3 separate regions of the Macaca mulatta genome follow, and all the other regions are linked to region 2. The links are chromatin contacts, called in public Hi-C maps. All regions are on one chromosome and are shown on one strand. Each heading gives the region's core, a stretch centred on a gene start, on an enhancer-like site or on the middle of the called end of the contact. The rest is flanking DNA. Distances are from core to core; before and after follow the strand shown. Region 1 holds the start of USP38 (ubiquitin specific peptidase 38). Region 2 holds the start of GAB1 (GRB2 associated binding protein 1). Region 3 holds the start of SMARCA5 (SWI/SNF related, matrix associated, actin dependent regulator of chromatin, subfamily a, member 5).

Region 1 (3,806 bases), core at 1,130-3,629, 150 kb after region 2:
TCTAATTTACAAGGAATGTTAAATTACAGGAATGAAAGATTAACAGTGAACAGCAATGATCACTCATACTATAGACAGAATACTAAAATATATTGCTATGGTTAGTCCATAAGTTACTTTAAATTTTTCATAATCTATCGACTTATTGTTGCACTGAAATATTAACCTGTAAATCACTAATCAGAAAGGAAATATAAAGAAACTTATATAAAGTATCATTTCAATTTCTACTTCAGACCCTCCAAAATAACTTAAAACTTATTGATCATTACATCTTTCTAAGGAAGATTTTAAAAAATCTCTTAAAGTAGAAATTAAGGTGACTTTTGGGGGCACTTAAGTATCATTTCAACTCCCGCTTCAGACCCTCCAGAATAACTTAAAACTATTCATCATTACATTGCTCTAAGGAAGATTTTAAAAAATCTCTTAAAGTAGAAATTAAGGTGACTTTTGGGGAGACTTTGCTTAAACTGGATACAAATTAAGCAAATCCAAGACAAGCACCTTTATTGCTACAGTTGAAAAAATTTGGTAGGAACCTAACAGTTATGACAACACAGGCAATAGAAGTAAAATTACAAAAAGAAAAGAAAAACCAACTCAGATACTGCAAATACATCGTTTGTAATTCTTTCATAAATATATTAAATTCATCAGAACATAGAACGCTTGATAAAACTCCACCTTTACTTCTGGTTCTTAAGATAAAAAGAGGAGACGTCCCTCACAAGTTCAATCTGAACAGCCAGACAGTCCCCGCTGGTGGTATAAATGAAGGAGAATGCTTGTACCAAGTAGAGCGGAAATGAACATGGTTTTGAATCTATTCAAACCTGAAAGGTCCAAGACAGAACAAGGAAGGTAGAGGTACTGGTAAAATTCCTGGGCGAGAAAGCATTTTCTAGGCAAGTATCATGTGACCCTTCTCTGCTTTCTGAGAATGCAGTTCATGGGCACTAAAACAAATATTTAAATCCTCATACTCTTCTTCCTTCCCTCATTCTATCTGTATCCCTCCTTTGTCTACTAGATATTGTAGACAAAAAATGTCAGTATTTAAAAACTTCATAGTTAACTGGGATAATCCAGTAATAAATTGCATAATCCATTAATTCAAAAATGAGGAAATACAAAAATGGGTGAAAAACTCATTACAAAAGGAGAGAGACACGAACAACAAATACTATGGTAAACATCATGCTACCATTAGTCACTAATGAATGGAAGCTTTCTGCAGTAGCTGTCATCCTCAAAGCATTCCAAATAACTTGAGCAGAGGCTGGGTAATTAAGCAACTTGTTTAGTGCCAAAGGTCTTAGACCTGGACGTTCTCAACCTTTAAAATGGGAACGCTGCCTGTTTTTAAAGTACGAGGTGACGTCCTGAATAAGGTAGTGAATGTGAATAAATCTGGGATAAGGGTATTAGGATTTGCTCTCCCTTAAGAATGTTTTCAGGGCAGTAGGAAAACATGGTGTGAATGTGTGTGTTCAAGAGAGACATATACTGAATTTTTATGCGATATTCTGAAAGATAATGACCCTTACCTGTGGAAGAGATGCTTGCAAAAACTTCCTGCAGAGAAGGCAGCAGTGTGGTAGGCTCGGCCTTCCAGATGTTCTGCAGCAAGTTACTCACTTTTGTCACCTGGGAGACATATTCCCGCAACTCTCTCTCCTGAGTGGACACGCACTGGAAGTGGCCTATCGTTCGAACCAGCTGTTGACAGAACGTGATGGACAATTTCCCTTTGGGGATGCATTGCACGAAGTCGGTCAGAAGGTCGCTCAGTCGGGCACAGAGCTGCGGCTCCGGTCTCTCACACACCATCCGTAACACCTCTACCTGCAGGAGGCTGAAGAGATCCAGCACCGACGGACAGCTCATAATCAGCTTCAGGCCGTTGTGAATGTAGTCCAGGATGGCTACATCCTTCCTGTCCAGAGAGTGGTAGCCCTGATGAAGGAGGCCCAACACAAAGGTCTTGTTGAAGAAGGACTCGAACTCTGGCCGGTGGTATCGTGCGTAGGCCTCCAGCACCTGGTGCCCCACCTGCCGCTGGAAAGGGTCCTGGCCCTCCAGGACGAGCCGGGTTGTCAGGTCAAACATGGCCTCGCACTGCGCCTCGTCTAGCCAGTGCTCCGCCGATTCCACCACCTTCCGCACAATCACCCGCTTGAGGGGCAGGGGATGCGAAGAACTCACAAGGCCCTCCAGGATCTTGTCCATTGTCGCCACGCAGCAAGGCCAGGGCCAGAGGATAAGGAGCGGGTGGCGGCAGCCCCGAGGTGGGGCAGGAGAGCCCCGGGGCGGAGGTGAACTTGGAGCGCCGCAGCAGCAGCGTGACGGGCCACCGCCACCGCCGCCTCAGCAGCCACATTTATGGGGCAGGGAGACCCATCCAAGCTGGGGCGAGAGCTGGCGAGCCTGGAGAGCGTAAGAACCGACGCCTGCGGCTGGCCTAAGGCGCCAGAGGCCCGTACTCCGCCGCCGCCCCGGGCCCTCGATCCCTCTCAGCATCAGCGCGGAGAGGCCTGTCGGGACCCCCGGCGGCGTCGGCGGGCGCTCAGGGTCCGGGGCTGTTCGCCGGTGGGTGGAGGAAGCGCGCCTCCGAGTTCCGGGTCAGGTGTGGGCGTCCAGGCTTCAGCAGATCGTGAGAAGAAGCCGGCTGTCGGCTGAGTCAGGAGGCGCTGTCACGGAGGGTGCTGGGATCAGCCGGGTAAAAGAGACCGAAGCGACACCCTTTGACCCGGATTTTGAAGTGCCGGCAAACAGGAAGTGAAGGACCTAGGAACCTCCGGCAAGGACCGCCCCTCCGCCCGTCTCTTCCTCTCTTCTTCCCTCTCTCCCTCCCTGCTTCCCCAGCTTCCGCCCGGAGTCGTAGACTCCGTTCCCCCGGCACTCGAGCCTCCTTCCCGCCCCGCAGCGCAGGTGCGGCGACTACCGCGTCACTGGAGAGTGTGTCGAGTCACAGGCGGTCTTCCGCACGGAGCGTCCCCGGCTGACGCTGCGCAGCTGGCTGCGACCGTAGGATTCTCGCCGGCTAGTCTCCGTCGGTTCCGCCTGCGTCAGGTTACTCGTGAAAACTCGAGAAAGTGCTATTGATGTGAAATCCGAGGAAAAGTGCATTTGGGGGAAAAGTAAGGAAAACTCAAAACTCGGATTGAGAAGACTTTGCCTTGGCTCATTAATCAAGAATTGCGCTTGCGCGCCTAAATGCCACTGCCTTTATCGTGCGATGTCGGTATTGAAGTAAGAGCAATACCGGCGGCATACCTAGCATTTAGCGGCCATCAGTATCAGTAGCAGGCCTCTAGCAAAAAACCAGTTAGTGAGCCTTTGTACCATATCGAAAATTATAAGCCGTCCAAAAAAGTGTGAGGAGAGTAAGGGAAAATGGCATATTAGAATTCAAGTATTTTTATTCCTGTGTCATACAAAAGAGTACTTTGAAAATAGAAAACCAGGTGGAAATACCACAAAACTCATTGTGTATGTTGACACTGAAGATGGTTTAAAGTAGGGAAGAACAGATGCAATCATGTTTGTTCTCTTTCATGCCAAATTCCAAAGATTCACAATAAGAGTTTGAACTTCAATCAGAGCTCTTTATATTGGAAAATATTGCCTAACTATATAGCGCCCTTCAGGCTTAGTTAATATAGTTGTGAAACTAGACATTAAGGCCCTGTAATACAGACAAAACTTTAAAGAAATAGGTCATTTAAAATGTCCCGTAGAAAAATGAACAAAATTCTGTTACTTCAGTTTGCTAAAGAGTGGTTTTTTTTTTTTTTTTTTTT
Region 2 (3,738 bases), core at 955-3,454:
TCTTGTTAAGACATAATCTTTTTGGCTGATTTTTTTCCTGGTGAATAGTTCAATTGAATTCTAAGCCCAGGATGCAGGGCTTTTCTCCGACTGTATTTTCTGACCTTATGGTTGGTGTCTAATACAGTGCCTCGCGTCTTTTGAGTTAGTCATGAATGAACCATGTGAAAGAATGAATTAAACCTATATTATCACTTTCTCGTTCAGCAAATGTCTTATTCTTTAGTTCCTCCAAGAATCTGTCTTTCCTAAGTTGGGCCTTCTCAAAACAAATATATTTATCTCCCTACCCCTTCCTCCCTTCCTTCTCTCTCTCTCTGTCACACACACACACACACACACCCCTTTCCCTTTAGAACAGCTGGAGGAAAAAAAACACTGCCTCCCTCATATTTTTGGAATAAAGTTAGCATTTTTACTAGGATATTCAGGAAAACTGATAGATGGGCAGGATTTGGAGGTATTACACATCTCTGGAGAGCTTTCTTATGATTTGTGGCATCGAGTCCTTCAATAAAATTACTTGTCTATAATAAATTCTGGCAGAAAATAAATCAGAAATTCACTGGTGAGTTGTCAGTGAAGTTAAATACTTCACTCTGTTCTATACAAGCAAACAGTGACTAATAGGATTAACCTGAGCTCTAATACTGGGTGTAGATATTCTTCAACGACAAACGGGTTCCATTAGTACAGGCATTAAATTTATATATTTAAGGGGGCATAAATTTTGCTTTTGCAAACACATTTTACTAGAAAAATATTTGGTCCAGGTGTCAGGACAAAAGTGTGATTTCTTTCCTTTGCAGGGGGCAGCAACAAAACCACCAATGGGAAGAATGAGATCCCAGACCTCTGAAGAGGACACAGGTTTCCACTAAAGCAAGGTTGATACTTTCAAGGAATATTTTTCGTAACAGCTAAAACGGTTTAACACATAGCATCTTGTATCAATTACACAAACACCATTAAAGCCACTCTGGTTCCCTGGGAAAGGACTGCAACTGAAATCCCTTCTGGCTTCAGCTGTCCCCTCCTGCCGAGTTTGACAGCACATCCAAGGCGCCCAAACACCAGCCACTAGGCTCCCCCCAGCGCCCTCCTCTCGCAGCAAACCGCCAAGGCTCCCGGGCCAAACTCCAAAGTCCCTCAATTCAAAACCGCGAAAATGTGAACCCTGCTAAGTAAACGGCAGGGCGCGTAATAACTTTTCTTTCTTTCCCTTTTGCGCGCATTCGATATGCTTGTCTCTACTACCAACTCCTCAGGTCCACAGCCCGCTTCCCGCAACCCATCTCGAGGGGCGGAGGAGAGGGAGCGCCCATCAAAAAGAAAGGGCTAGTGAGCCCTAAAACCTCGGCGGTTTTCCCGGTGCGGGAACTTTAGCACACATCAGCCCAATAATCAGATGCAGGGATAAAGCAGGAAGAAGGCTCCTCTCTCCATCGCACCCCATCCTTCCTAAGGAAGAAGAAAAGCACGCAGCAGTTTAGCTGGAAGTCTAGGCCCTTTTATGGGGAGAGCAGGTCCGCAAAGCAGGCTCTCTGGAACCTGGAGGAAGAAAGTTGTCTGGCCAAGTGGATGACTGGGGGTGAGGGAGTGCAAGGCACCCGGGTCCCGAGACCGTCAGGGGTAGGGGCCAAGGGGAAAGAGACCGGCATTTGTTTAAGAACCAACCCCGCGCTCGGCCAGCTGCAGCCGCCGGCGAGCCGACTGGGAAGGGGTGTGGACGCCGAGGCCCGCGGAGTGGTGCCCACAGCTGTACTTACATAACGCTTCAACTTTTTCTCCGGGGGGGACTTGCGGAGCCATCCGGAGCAGACCACTTCACCACCGCTCATGGTGCGCGCGTCTAGGGCTCCGGGCCGGGCAGCTGAGGGGCGGCGGGCGCGCTCCCGACACAGCCGACGCCTGTCGAGCGCGCAGCGGCGAGAACCTAGCTCTCCTTGTCGCGCACCCCGGACGGACTGAGCGGACAGGCTCCACGGTGCGTGGGTTCTACGAGTTCGAGTCTCTCCTCTGCAGGCCCACGAACCTGAACAGAACGCGAGCCGGGGCAGCGGGCTCGCCGGCCTCCTTTCAGTGCTCCCGCCTCGCCTCCAGACGTGCCGTCTCGCCAGCTGCCTCAGCAGCGCTCGGACTCAGCGGGACTGTGCCCCGACTCGGAGCCGGAGCCTCGGTCCCTGGCGCTCCGCCCCCTAGGGACAAGACCTCCCCAGAGCGCTTTCCGAAACAGACACAGTGCTGTTCACGCACACATACACACACACACACACTCACACACACAATGCCCCGCGCGGTGCCCACTCCCGCTCGCCCGCCCGCCCTCGGTTTCGGTGCGCCCGGAGCGATCCTCCTTCCCTCTCCTCGGGGGAGGGTGGGTCACTTCGCGGCACTCGGGGAACGCCGAGGAAAGGGGAAGCCACGAGCCGCCTACGGGCAGCGGGCGCGGGGCTGGTCCCGGGTCACAGAGGGAGCCGCAGGGTTGGCGGCGAAGCGCGGGGCGTCTCTGAGCGGCGGGCGCAGGGAGGTCGCAGGTCAAGCTGGAGGGTGGGTCCGCTCTAGCTGCAGCCGAAGAGGGCGGGGAGCGGCGGAGGAACGAGGCGCTTGGCGACTTGGCTCCTGGGAGGGATCCCGCTGTCCCGGCCTCTCGCGCTCCTCCCCCGCCGCCTCCCCCACCCCGGGGCGCGCGGCAGGTTCTGAGCGGCTCGGCCCCAGATCCCGATCCCTCCCTCTCCCGGCCTCCGGGATCCCTCTTCCTCCCTTTCCTCCTCCCCTTCCCACGTTCAGGCCCGGCTCCGGTTTCTGCCCAGACTTTCTCTGAAACTCCGCCGGAGCGCTTCCAGCCAAAACAACAAGGGCTGGGGGAGGAGACGGACGAAGGGAGGGAGCAAGGGAGGGAGGGAGCGCGAGTCCGAGAGGCACCCTGGGATCTGTAGTTCGGAAAGCAGGAGCAGGGTCCTCCGCCGTCCGGCGGCCCCCAGTCCGCTCCTCGCCCGGGAAGACCGCAGAGGCCTTGGCTAGGGCGGAGGCACCGGGGCTCCGGCGCGGGGAGGACCGAGGGACGTTCGAATGTTCAGTCCGGGGCTTGCCATCTTGACTCAGCCCGGTGTCGGTTCGGAGCTTGTGCTGTGCCCGAGATCAAGAGTTTCGGGGGTTTTCTTTACTTGAGAGCCTGAAAAACAAAACCGCCGGGAGACCACCATCCTGCCGGTCCCCGCCACGCGAGATTAAAGGACAGAACAAGAGGGCGCGGGAGCTACCAGCTTGGAGGGGAGGACAGATGGGAACCCTGGGCTGGCCTGGGCTGGTCTCTGGAGCTGTTCTGCCAGAGTGATGGGGGCGCTTGGCGAGGCCAGGGATTTGATTGGGTCCTATCTCTGGGACATTTTGAAGTCTCACACTCCTTCCATTTGTTGTCTATTCCACTTTGTATTTGTTTGAAATCTACTGTTGGGATGCTGGACTAAAAGAGGGAAACTCGGTCGGGCGCGGTGGCTCCCGCTGTAATCCCAGCACTTTGGGAGGCCGAGGCGGGCGGATCAACTGAGGTCAGGAGTTCAAGACCAGCCTGACCAACATGGAGAAACCCTGTCTCTACTGAAAATACAAAAATTAGCCTGGCGTGGTGGCGCGCGCCCATAATCCCAGCTACTTGGGATGGTGAGGCAGGAAAATCGCTTGTACCCAGGAGGCGGAAATTGCGGTGAGCCGGGATCGCGCCACTGCGCTCCAGTC
Region 3 (3,761 bases), core at 365-2,864, 170 kb before region 2:
AACAGGTCGAAGGCCAAGAATAACAATTGGAAGGAGCAATTACTTTTTCCCCAGATATTGCAAAGCCTGGAGGCATATCCAATTTACCCGCCTGGCAGCTTCCCCATCTTTCCAGCCCCCTCAGTACCGTCAGCATCCTCTGGACAACCCAAACCCAGAAGTCTCGGGAGCCGAGTGGTACTAATTTTTTTTTTTTTTTTTTAAGGCGAGAGGCCAAAAAGAGAAAAAGTGCCGGACTGAGAGCCAATCAACTGCGCCTGGTTCTCTAATTCATTCCTACACTTACTCATCCCCCCTAAATTCGATGGGGGATCCGAGACAGCTGCTGCTGCCTTGGTTGCTTCCCTTCCAGTGGAACAGTGCCTGGGAGGGGCTTCCTCTCCCTTCACAGAAGCAGCTGCGCCCCGCTTATCCCCACTGCGCACTCGGCCATCCAGCTCTCGCCATTGTTTCTGCCCAGAACAGATACCGCCCCCGCAAGGACCGGGAAGAAGAAAAAGAGGCCCAAGTCCTCGGACGCGCTGCTTTTAAATGCCTCCTTCACCCTGCCCGTGCATCCCGCTCCTAAGGGGTCATCTCCTCGCCCTTCCCCGAAGTTTGGTGGAAACTAAAAACCACATTCAGAGGTAGGAGAGGGAATTATGGGAGTCTAGTGCGAAAAAAAGATGGGTCCCCCTGGGCCACGGTAACCAAGAACATCTGTTCATTGAGAGCATTCAAAGATTTGTCAAGATTCACGAAAGAGACAAATAATTTCAACGTGAGGAGCCGGAAATCCATTTTGCTTGGCTCCAATAGGTTAAGAACAAGGGAGCAAGGGTGAGAGCATCATTTCGTATCCACAGGGTGTGAAGCTGAGTCTGGTGCAGAGAGAGAAGCCCGGCTCTGCGTCCGATCGCCACGATCCGGCGAGGGAGCCAGCTCCTCCTCCCCGCTGCGCCCGCTCCCCACGCCGCAAGCTGCCCTCACCTCCATCTCGGCGTCTGCGGGACCCGCGCTGGCCGCAGACGCAACCGCCTGCGCAGCGACGCCCTCGGGGCCGCCTTTGTTGCTGCTGTTGCTCCCGCCGCTGGCGGTCGAGGCTGCGGGCTTGGAAGGCGCGCTCTCGGGAGGCGGGGGTGGCGGAGGCTCGGCCGCGGACGACATGATGTTCCGTCTGCGTCACCCGCTGCTGCCAGAGGCCGAGTCCGGCGGGGATGGACGGGGAGGCCTAGGCCCGGGTGGCTACGTCGCAATAAACTGGTGGAGGAGCGAGACTCCCACCCGAGCGCTCCCCCGCGCCGCGCCTCCGCGACGGGCCTGAGCCGGGCCCAGGAGCTGCACACTCCCAGACGTTCTGCTCTTCCGCGGGGCTCTAGGTTCCACCGGCGCTTACCTCACGGCGGGAATCACGTCGACGAGGATGGGCGGGGCCAGACGGGTCACTGAGGTCAAGGAAGGCGGGCTGATTTAGAGAAGGGCGGAGGGTTGGGGGAAGGGAAAAGGAAAACGAAACAGAGACTGAGGCTGGGAAAACGCTTCGCCGCCTCCTCCTCCTCTTCCTCTGGCAGATATCGTCTATCTCGCCAGCATCCAGGACGACTACCTACGCCACCGACTTTCAACCCTCGCGAGATTCCTTATTGGTTCACTGACTGGGTACTGAGTGCGCATGCTCATACTGTCCTCCTTACCCTTGGCCCCTCCTCCTCACCCTTGGCCCCTCCTCCTCCAGACCTCTAGCGGGCTCGGGAGAGAAGAGTAGGCGGGACCTCGAGGGAGCGCTCGGAGGCGTAGGTTTGTGCGTCTGCTGTCTGGCAGGACGCGAGCTCAGTGTTTTAGGCTTTCGTAACGGCTCACGGTTCTCGTTGTGTCTTCCGGGCCTGGCTGGGATCGGCGGCACTACTGGAAAACTTACCTGAGTTTTGCGCTGCCCATTCAAACTTGGAAGTCTTGTGTCTGACCCCAAAACTTCTGCCGTATCCGCTTAGAGGCGTGACGCCACAGCCTTGACGACGTTATGGTTACCCCAAGTGACGTCTCACTGTTTTGTTAAAAAAAAAAAAAAAAAAAAAAAAGTCCGTTAGTTTTTTCTTTTTTGGTTTTTGTTTTGTTTTTTTTGCCTTCTCATGTTAGCTGCGTCAGTTATTTCTAAATATCCTCTTTAAGCACAGAGTTAAATGCTATTTCTTCTGAATTTATATGCTAAAGGTAAGCAAATAACATGCACACTACCATGTAAGTGAGAAACACAAATAGTATGTGGGGAAGATAGGTGGTATGATGTAATCTTTTCCTCAAGCATCAAACATTAAAATTAAAACGCACTTTCTCAAGTGTTCAGCACTAATTTTGTATACTGCCTTAGGCAGCCTTCAATGTAGTTTAAGGGCCTTGTGCATTCATCTCCTGCAAAATTTAAATACATTGTAGTCTATTTGATAACAAATCTGCATACTACAGTAGATTATCTGCCCAGCACAGGGTCTTATTTATCTTTTTTTATTCGTCATATCCAGTATTCTATAAATGTTTGTTGAATAAAGGAGGCACATTTTTCAAGAGTTGAGGTTTGAGCTAACTGGTTATGTTGAATTCCAAACAAAAGGGATCTCCTTTGAATATATAGCCTGCAAATTTTTTAACTAATGGAATAATTTTTTAATTGACATCTGGAAAAATGTCCCCACTCCACTAGAAATGCTAGTTCTTAGACTGTAAGGAAATGTCTAAGGATATGTGCAAAGATAAATACCTACAATGATGTTCATCATACTCTTCATATGTAACTGCAAAAAGCTAACAGCAGTAGGCTGAATCCAGTATTAAAAGTTACGTCTTTAAAACTATCGTACACCCAGAAAATGAACTATTAACCTTTAACAACCGTTAATGTAGAATAATGGTTGTTTTGTTTTGTTTTGTTTTGTTTTGAGGCAGAATTTCTCTGTCGCCCAGGCTGGAGTGCAGTGGTGTGATCTCGGCTCACTGCAATCTCCAACTCCCGGGTTCAAAGGATTCCCATGACTTAGCCTCCGTAGTAGCTGGAATTACAGGTGTGCACCACCATGCCCGGCTAATTTTTGTATTTTCAGTAGAGACAGGGTTTTGCTGTGTTGGCCAGGCTAGTCTCAAACTCCTGGTCTCAAGTAATCTGCTCCCCTAGACCTCCCAAAGTGCTGGGATTACAGGCGTGAGCCACCACACCCAGCCCCGAAGAATGTTAATTTATAAAGTGTTAACTGAAAAAAAATTTTTAACAGTTCAAAAATGTAGGTAAAAGTTGGAAGCATATTTACAAAAGTATTCAAAGTGATTGTTGCTGGTATTTCCTAATTATTTTTTGCCTGACTGCATGTTTTTCATTTGTATAAAATGAATTTGCCCTTTTTTTTTTTTTTTTTTTTTATGACAGCAGCTTGCTTTGTCTCGTAGGCTGCTGTGCAGTGTCACAATCATGAGTCACTGCAGCCTCAGCCTCTGGGGTCCAGCAATTCTCCCACCTCAGCCTCTCAAGTATCTGGGACTGCAGGTGCATGCCACCACGCCCAGCTCATTTTTGTATTTGTTGTGTGTAGACAGGGATTGCCATGTTGCCTATACTAGTCCTGAACAACAGTTAGGGCTCAAGCCATCTACCTGCCTCAGTCTCTCAAAGTGATGGGATTACAGATGACAGCCACTGTGACAGACTGCTGAATTTGCCTATTATTAAGAAAACTTTTTTTAAAAAATTTCAGCTTTGCTAAGGTATAATTGACAAAAATTTTATATAAGGCATA

Evidence for each region. Hi-C and Micro-C count contacts between places; a contact is called where the count stands out from the background.
Region 1: a contact with region 2 is called in a Hi-C map of liver, with 2.1 times the contacts expected there. The contact joins the promoter of USP38 here to the promoter of GAB1 in region 2. A contact is called at or near these places in 3 of 14 Hi-C or Micro-C datasets (fetal cortex germinal zone, fetal cortical plate and liver).
Region 3: a contact with region 2 is called in a Hi-C map of liver, with 2.7 times the contacts expected there. The contact joins the promoter of SMARCA5 here to the promoter of GAB1 in region 2. A contact is called at or near these places in 2 of 14 Hi-C or Micro-C datasets (fetal cortex germinal zone and liver).

Annotation. Positions count from the first base shown.
Region 1 is chr5:152,008,412-152,012,217 of T2T-MMU8v2.0, reverse strand. USP38 (ubiquitin specific peptidase 38) reads right to left here and starts at 2,379. Exons shown (of 10, transcript NM_001260711.1): 1 at 1,551-2,379. The coding sequence starts at 2,232.
Region 2 is chr5:152,157,855-152,161,592 of T2T-MMU8v2.0, reverse strand. It overlaps GAB1 (GRB2 associated binding protein 1), which reads right to left and starts at 2,204. Exons shown (of 11, transcript NM_001266432.1): 1 at 1,770-2,204. The coding sequence starts at 1,841. It also overlaps the pseudogene LOC106998520.
Region 3 is chr5:152,329,558-152,333,318 of T2T-MMU8v2.0, reverse strand. SMARCA5 (SWI/SNF related, matrix associated, actin dependent regulator of chromatin, subfamily a, member 5) reads right to left here and starts at 1,614. Exons shown (of 24, transcript NM_001266324.1): 1 at 970-1,614. The coding sequence starts at 1,146.